Linked DNA regions of Zea mays: region 1 is linked to region 2. The links are chromatin contacts, called in public Hi-C maps. All regions are on one chromosome and are shown on one strand. The core of a region is the stretch at or near the end of the contact, and the rest is flanking DNA. Distances in the headings are between cores, read along the strand shown.

Evidence for each region. Hi-C and Micro-C count contacts between places; a contact is called where the count stands out from the background.
Region 1: a Hi-C map of ear shows a contact between it and region 2, with 1.9 times the contacts expected there. The contact joins the promoter of LOC100286057 here to the enhancer-like site in region 2. A contact is called at or near these places in 2 of 25 Hi-C or Micro-C datasets (ear and tassel).

Annotation. Positions count from the first base shown.
Region 1 is chr8:93,521,692-93,525,796 of Zm-B73-REFERENCE-NAM-5.0, reverse strand. It overlaps LOC100286057 (ubiquinone biosynthesis protein ubiB), which reads right to left and starts at 1,487. Exons shown (of 7, transcript NM_001372017.1): 1 at 1,090-1,487; 2 at 742-972; 3 at 16-351. The coding sequence starts at 1,431.
Region 2 is chr8:93,331,199-93,335,818 of Zm-B73-REFERENCE-NAM-5.0, reverse strand. No RefSeq gene overlaps it. Among protein-coding and RNA genes, the nearest start is that of LOC103635555, 12 kb to the right of the region's middle. Within about 2 kb of position 2,853, at least 14 of the 20 cell types and tissues checked have an H3K27ac peak or open chromatin away from gene starts, as enhancers often do. A contact at or near this core is called in ear and tassel, where this site is marked.

The sequences.
Region 1 (4,105 bases), core at 238-2,737, 190 kb before region 2:
CAAGCAAAAATGTACCTGAACATAATTAAGCTCTTGGAAAACTCTCCGTGCAAATTCATCCATAAGGGCAACAACATCGCTGGTTACAATGTCAACATACTTATTTATAAGAAACCCGAGTCCTCTAAGTAGATAAAAATCAAGCCCAATAGCATCCTCGATACCGGGTCTCTGCACCTTCACAGCCACCAGCTTCCCAGAGTATTTCAACTTTGCTTTATAAACTTGACCTAAACTAGCGGCTGCAATGGGGGAAGGTGAAATTGCCGAGTAGATTGAATCAAGCGTGAAGCCAAGCTCTCTCTCAATACATGCAAATGCATCCTCATCCGGAAATGTGGGAAGTGAATCCTGCAAGAAAGCGAAGTCTCAACAGTTGGGACTTGTGAGGGAACTAAAATTTGCACTAGAAGTAACTTCGCAAGTTACAATGAGGAGTGCATCCTCAATTTTGAACTCTAGAAGATGGAACCGGATCCATCCAAACCACTTATTAGCTGTTTCATAAGTGACCAACGACGCCCAGCCACCACTAGAAACTGCAAAGCATCTCATAATGGGAGAAACCCTGGGCAGTAGTATATGCATGTTGAATGAATCACAATTCAATATGAGATTAGGCGTAGTGATGCTCTACTTTCACCACCAGAAAAAAGCTCTAATGGCATTGATAGTGCTATCCTGAAACTACCTTAAATCACATACAAGGCCAAGCAAGCAAAGAATGGGAAACGGACGCACCTGCAGCTCGGCGAGCTCCTCGAGGTACTCGACCGGGCAGAGGTCGGGGCGTGTGGACAGACCCTGCCCAATTTTGACGAAGGTTGGGCCCAGTCTGGTGAGGATGCTGCGCAACTCCACCGCTCTGGCGCGTCTCCTCTCCGAGGACGACTCCCCTCTCCGCTCGTCCAGCAGGACCTTCACCCCGAACGACGCCAGCTTGGACAGCACCTCCGCTGCCCGGAGCGCCACCTGATGAATTACATAGCAGCAGTCAGGGGAGCATGAATCAAAATCCGAGCACTGAGGTTGCGGAGCAGAGGTAGATCAAGTCCAAAATTGGTGGAGGCCTGAGCCCGGGGCGCGTGCCTTGAAGGGGCGGGAGCCGTAGCGGGAGGCGAGGAGCTCGGGGCTGTAGACTGTGGCGCCGGCGGCGCGGGCCATGGCGCGGGCCTCGGCCTGCAGGTCCTCGGCGCGGTCACGGGCGAAGGAGGCGGCCACGGGGCGTCCAAGCGCGGTGGCGGCGCCGTTTGTCGACGCGGGCGGGGACGCGCGGGGCGAGAGCTGGATGGAGAGGTCGGGGGAGGGGGGCGCCGCGGTGGAGGCGGCACGGAGGAGGAAAGGCGCGCGGCGGCGCGGGGCCCCTTGGCGGTGCGGGGGCGAGGGGAGGGAGAAGGAGACGGCCGGCGTTGTGGACGTGGTGGCCGCCATAGCCGCGGCCGGGCGAGTGGGAAGAGGTGCGTAGGCGGAGCTTTGGGGGTGACTACTGTACTGAGTACTGACTAGTAGCGTAGGCGTCACAGCGCCGGGCGTGTGTTCTTACATTTTGGTGGTTGGTTTGGCTGTTCTGCGAGAGGATTTGATGTGCGCCACAGACAGAGCACGAGAGGCGGCGTCGTCGACGCTCACGGCACCTGTAGCTGTAGGCAGGAGCCGCAGACTGCACGGCTTCGGCAACTGACCAAGCCGCAGACTGCAGTATATTCTGGAGAAACACTGTGTTGACGTGCTGGGCAAGGAGTGGGATACTTGCCAATGTGTGTGAGGTACAACAGAGTTGTTTGGCCTCATGGCTAGCTATGTCGTTCATGGGGTAGCTGAACTGCTGAAGTATCTATTTAATTATTTATTAATAACTTTAGCATAACCTGCAAATAGGAGAATACACAATAGGCAACGATTATTATGCAAACAGTCTTTCTGTGCAAGCGTACAAGCAAACCATCTGATCCATTAGATTACGATCCAACCATAGATACAACCATAGTTTGTTAGGAGATTTTTTATAAATATTATTGAGGTGATGGTGGAAGGGTTTAAATGTTAAATGTGACCTACGGTTGGATCACGATCTAATGGATCAGATAGTTTGCTTACACGTTTGCATAGAAGGACTGCTTGCAAGTCGTTGCCTACACAATAAGGGGTATTTGGTTTCTAGGGACTAACTTTTAGTCCTTTTATTTTATTAAATTTTAGTTTATAAATTATCAAATACGGAAACTAAAACTCTATTTCCATTTCCGTATTTGCAATTTAGAGATTAAAATAGACTAAAGACTAAAAATTAGTCCCTAGTAACCAAACATCCCTAAGACCTCATGCAAGTCATGCAGTAGGAATATGGGACTATGCACAGGTACATCAAGCATTGGCATGACGTGTAAGCTGATGTTTCAAGCATGTCTGAGAAGACATGTCTACGTCTTTCGCAAAGACCTCAGGGACCGAGAACTTCCATGAAGGCTCATTCGCATGGATCTAAACTTCATCTCCCCTCTTCGAGGTGGCCAGTAAATACATCATGAGCTAAGAGGTGTTGTAGAACATGTCCTCAAGGACAAGGGAAAGGTGGAGCAGAAGGCTGAGCTAGAGAAGAGCCAGAAGAGCAGGCAGGACCGCCTAGTCAATGTTGTTGAGCGAGGGACTCGACACGTCGAGGCAACACTCCACCAGGAAATAAGATTACAATAGCAAATTCCAAAACACCATGGAAGGGTGATGCATCTTCCATCCACATGGCCATCACATTAATCATGACTTCCGAAATATCCGGGGTTTCACGCAAAAACTACTAAAGGAGTCGGAGACTGAGGCCCAGAAGCTAGAGACCAGCAAGAAAATGACTCAGATGATGGACAAATTCCTAGAGCCGATGCAGGACATTATGTACATCATCGATGGTCCTAACACATCCAATAGGAAGCAAAAGCTCGAGGCAAGAGATGTCTATGTTGGGTCCCGACAAGTGGACCCAGACACTCGGGGATAGGAGAGAGACACGATGCACAACAAAATGTTAGGTAGGGAACTATAGCGTATCGTTATGTGTGTCCCACCCTACTATAGGGCGGAGGCATTTATAGGAGCAGGTAGGGGTAGGTAAGACCAAGTACAGTTATGCCCCAGTTACCTTCCACATCATAGGAATATTTTGTGCCATGGGGTAATTACCACATGGTAACTGAGAGCACCTAGAGGGGTGAACAGGTGATCCTACAAAACTTAACTCAAACAACACAAACTTGGTCTAAAATATGAGTTAGAGTGAATAAAAACCAAATTTGAGAGTAGTGCGAAGACTACACCAGTGCTAGTAGGCGAGGTGGTGGCCTTTGAAAGTTTTTTCAATGCCAGGCTTCGGTTACCCTGCCATGATTTCTTGTTGAGGGTATTGGAGAAGTTTAGGGTTCAACTCCATCAGCTGCTCCGAATGCCATGTTTGCCCTAAGCAAGTTTATGTGGGTGACTACCACTTTTGGGGGACTCCATCAGTGGAGGTCTTCTCTAAGCATTATTGTTTACACTAGCGAAAGAGGGTTGTGGATGGGATTATCGAACAGTTTAGGAGCTGCACTTTCACCCGGAAGATGGGGAATACTACGGGGAAGATTTTTGAGCTTGTCCCATGCTCCAAGAATAAGTGGGGTGGTTGGACGGATAACTGGTTTTACGTGCACTGATTGGACAGTGAAGGCTAGCCTCGTGTCACACCCGGATTTAAGGACAAATCTAGGCGTGTCTCAAATGTGTCCTAGGATCAAGTCTCACACATATGATGACTCATGGTACAGAAATCAATGTCACATCTTTATTACATAATAGAGTTTTGTACAAAATAGCTAAATAATTACATCATATGACGACAATGATCCTCTATAACCATAGTTGACTGTGAGATGACAGCCTAGACCTCTCCGAACTCATTGTAGCATCCTTCATGCTCCTCATCTTGCGGTACCTATCCTTGACATGGTGTGAGTTTAGCTAGAGTGAGCTCACATATGTTCATCGTTCAACAAGTTGTGGGGAATAATGTGCATGAGCTCACTTATGGTGGGGGCTCATCTGAAGTGTAAGGTTCTTCACTTGCATGTCATCACTT
Region 2 (4,620 bases), core at 1,604-4,103:
GTCGTGGGGCGGATATTTCGGCACATCGCGTGTGGGGCGGGGAGGACGGCGGCTGTCACGCCAGCATCGCGTGGGGAGGACGGCGGTTGTCACGCCAGCATCGCGTGAGGGGGGCACGAGCGAGCGAGCGGGGGCATGGTGATGCCTCCGTGCACCCCTTCTTGCGTTCTTAAGGAGCAGTATAGACTAGTGGGCAGCCCTGCGTTGGGACCGCTCACAATAATACCTACGTAAACTATCCAACAAAAAGATCTCAAGTTTTTTATTGACGCTCTACGCATAATATTTTTTTATTTGACTAACTGATGTTGTTGTTCACTCCATCCAATATGTCTTGGTACAACACGACCAATGAAGGGAGCGATTAGAAGAGAATTCACAATGATTGACTGAACAAACAGAGATTACAGAATGACATAATTTTACCATACAGAGACCAAATAAGAGGAAGTTTGTGAGCTAAAGTTTCTAAAATAAGTCATGTGAACTCAAACTTATAAAAAAGATAGATCAAAATATAGAGCGGTTGCTAAAGTCAGGCATCAATAAAAATTGGATGCGCTCCATACAAATTATGGTATTTCGTAGCAATTACTAACGTTTAAAACCAACAAATAATCTTTCATTTTATTGTTAGCATGACAAATCATTGCTGCTCCATCCAATTCAACAACCTCAAACACCATGTAGACAGGCGATGCCGAGCCATCGAACGGGTACGATAGACAATAAATCAGGGACCCCCATCCCTCGCCTCCCCCACTTCCATGGTTTCGTAGAGCAGGAAGGGAAGAGAAGAGGCGGGCATACATGTTCGTTATCGAAGAAGGACATAACAAAGACCTGGGCATTTGGAGGCGAAATAGGTAGTATACCGCTAGATACATATAGGGAGAGAGCACACAAGCTGAGAAACGAAGCCTAGCCGGATCAGCTCCAAATCGAGAGGCACCCGTACCAGGCGTCAGTCTGAGAAGGGCGAGAGAATGCGAGTGCCTTCCCAGCCCTAGACCCGCCGATGCGACACACCACCACCACCAACTCCGTAGCACATGTCGACTGCTGCCGCGCTACGGACCTTGGTTGTCCAATATCTCATACCTAAACTCCTTATCACCAAGATAACTTAAGCATGGCAGGCGCCACCGTGTCCTCCTCGGCGGCACGCATGGAAAAAGGCCAGGAGCAAGACCGACTCGCCCCGTACCCGCGTTGACGAGTGTTGGTCGGCTCGCGGCTGCGACAGTGGGCAGGGGCAGTAGGTTGAGGAGGAAGAATAGGGCAAAGGTCGGGAAGACGAACGGGACGTCCAACGACGGTGAAAATGATGGTGCACGCATGCTGTGAAATGTCCTCGTGGATGTGCAATAGCCACTGCGCGAGTCGGTGTCGGGATGATGTCGGACGGATATGAGGAGGAGGCGCCTGCTCCCACGCCCTCTGTCGAGAATGGGGTGACACGGAGGTGAAGGCATGAGAGGAGAGAGAAAAGAAGCAGGATGGTGAACGAGGTGACGGCAACTGAGGCGATTACCATTATTATCGTGCGGAGGTATAGATGGTCAAATGAGCCGTGTCTGATGGGCCGGGCTGAGGCACAACCCATTTAATAGTACATGGGCCAGCCCGACATGAGCGCCGTGCCGTGCTTGGGCCTTAGTGTTGGCCCGGCCTAGCACAATTATATTTTTTTTATTTTACAAAAAACCGTATATGCATATGTACAATTTATATTCAATATTAAAAAACACCTAAGCATGGTTTCTACTAGTTAGACGATTTCACTTAGTGTCTTGTGCCCTTCTTCCATCAGGGCGTGGGTTCGGACCCACCCACTGCACCATTTTTTAACATTTTACGCTGATTTAATCAAATGTCCCCCCGCTTGGCCATCTATATGCGGAGGTGTGGGTTGAGGCGTGGAGGTTGGTTGCGTGCAGCGGGTTAATGAGTTATTTGTAAAAAGATGACGCTGAATGAGCGTTGAAACTGATGCATCAATATAGTAAAGATAAATATTTGCTATACAAACATGTCATCTGGTTATTCTAGTAACGTTTATTTAAAACAACGGATACAAATATTTGTTAGTATATATAGTTAACAGAATTTAGAATCTATTAATCTTTTGACATATGAGATACTAAGTATATAAACTTGGTTTTAGGGGCTGGGACTAGTGGAAAGAACACGTGCGGTTACTTTGCGCCTTGCGTCCACCCTATGACGACATAGTAGTAGCAGCAGCGGCGCCTTTTTCAATCTTGCTAAGATCAGATAATTTGGGTTCAAAAAAAAAGAAGAAGATCAGATCAGATAATTTGTTCGGCTCACTGGTCAAATTGCAATACTGCACCTGTCCGCTCGGCGGGCACGATCGACAATCTGAGAAACAGCAGCGAAGCTTCCTACAAGATAGGGTACAGAATTCGTTTCGTTTCGGATGTGCTCCGTGATTTTTTGGAATAATAACACGTACGGGATTGGAATAGAAGTCCTAATAACATAGGCAAACAATGAAATTCTTTTTAAAATTTAACTAAAATGCAGGGAAAATGATATTAATATTTAAATCTATAAATAAATTTATTATAAATATATATTCTATAACTAACACAGTGACATTTATTGCACATCGTATTTAATAATATTTCTAATATATTTAATTTAATAAAGAAATGTTTTTTATAAGCGAGATGTGTACTTTGTCTTGGTACCAAGGGAGTAGGAGCAGAAGCTTGTCCTAGCAACCTGTTGCCCGTTCTTTGTGTACATCAATCAGTACAAGACAGCGCCTCCTACTGCAGCCGCTCGGAACGCCAAACGGGTCGGGCCCGGCCAGACCCAGCACGGTCCATGTTAGTCACGACCCGTTTTAGTCACGGCTCATCAGACTCGACTAATAAATTGTGCCGTGTCAGACGGTCCCACATGCTGCGGTAGCGGCCTAGCCATAGCCTGTTGGCCTGCTAGCCGTGCCGGGCCGGCTCGGTAGCATGCTGGTTCATCTGAGTATATTGTATAATTTAGCAAAAAATATGTAGATATAGAAGCTCAAACACGCACCCACGTGTATAAGAGACTTAAACACACTCATCTAGCCAGTGTGGCAGTAATTTTATTATGTTATATGTTGAGTTCTTATACTTAATATATGTAAACTATTAATTTTAAAATAAAAAATTGTAACCGTGTTGTACACGTGCCAGCACTAATTGTCGAGATGACGTCCAGACACGACACTATACTAGTCGGATCAGATCGTGACTGAACCATATTTTTTAGTATCGTACCTAAGCTGGCCAATTATCCATCTATATTCGACGTCAAGGCAATCATCAAGTGCCTGTCAGGGATAACTGTTGGGCCGTCGTATGCGCCTGGTCGAGCAGTACATGCATGGACGTCTTCTACTAGAGGCAAGAGGGGGGCATCATCTTTCTCCTTCCTAGCTGTTGGTTCCTCATCGCAAGGTGCTTCTACGGTTAGAGTTCCTCTTCCTTAGTCCTCTACCTCCTCTCTCATCCCGAGATCGTGTATCCCTGCCTGTACTCCTTGTTAGTGAAACCAGTTGTGATCCGTGGAGTAGGGTGTTAATAACAGTGCCACTATACGCGGACGAGGGAGACGATGTTGTTTTACTCGATGGATCTTCATCTGGCCGACAACAAAAGACATTTCAACCGTCCAGCATACCTATCTATTTAAATCTACTAGAACAGAAGGCGCGCTTAGCGCGCCCTGCAACAACGAAAGGCGCAGAAAATCCCTCCACCAATAGTTACAGTAGTAATGGTTTAGTTCCACGTTTATGAGCTCTTATGGCTTTGTTCAATTTTGAATTAAACAACCATATCTAAGATAATGTTTGCATTGTTATCACAACCCTATGGTTCTGCCTAGCCAAGCCAACATAGGTACTTAAATCTTTCTTACAGGGATGAGAATTATAGCATCAGTTACATGACATGGCAAAGCAATCATGTATTTACCAGCACAGCATTGCAGAAAAACACGAGTTGCATAAAAAACAGATCAAAATGGCCAGCAATTCACCGTCTTTACATGAGTTGCAGAAAACGCATGCAAAGACAATCAAACGAACCGCCTGGTACCAACACAGCATTGCAAACTGCAGAGAACACATGCACAGTGCAGCAAAGCTGGGGGCGTCCGCCAGGCGCATCGACCTGCCGTCCTCGTTGGCGGCCTGTAGGTGTTCTATGTGAATAGATGCAAGAAATTAGTTTGTCAACAACCCAACATGAGTTCATCATTCAAATTTTTAGAAAGCCCAAAAGGTTGTGAAATCGTATATGTACCCACATATAGTAAAAAAAACATCACTGGCAAAAGGCTTGTGCTCAGTTATACAGGGCAAGGCATGGTCATCAGCTACCACTGACACAAAGTGATCCATCGAGTAATTTTGCCTGCTACATGTTTTAGTATTCAGATTATGAACACAAACTCAGGACATAAGATAATCTAATCATGTAGAACAAAGTTAATACCTGACACTCCTACAGAGGTTGCTATTACTGTTCAATAAATGGAAGAATCTGCATCACTGAATATAAGATAGCACAAGGAAAGAAATTTTTATTACTAACCAGGTAT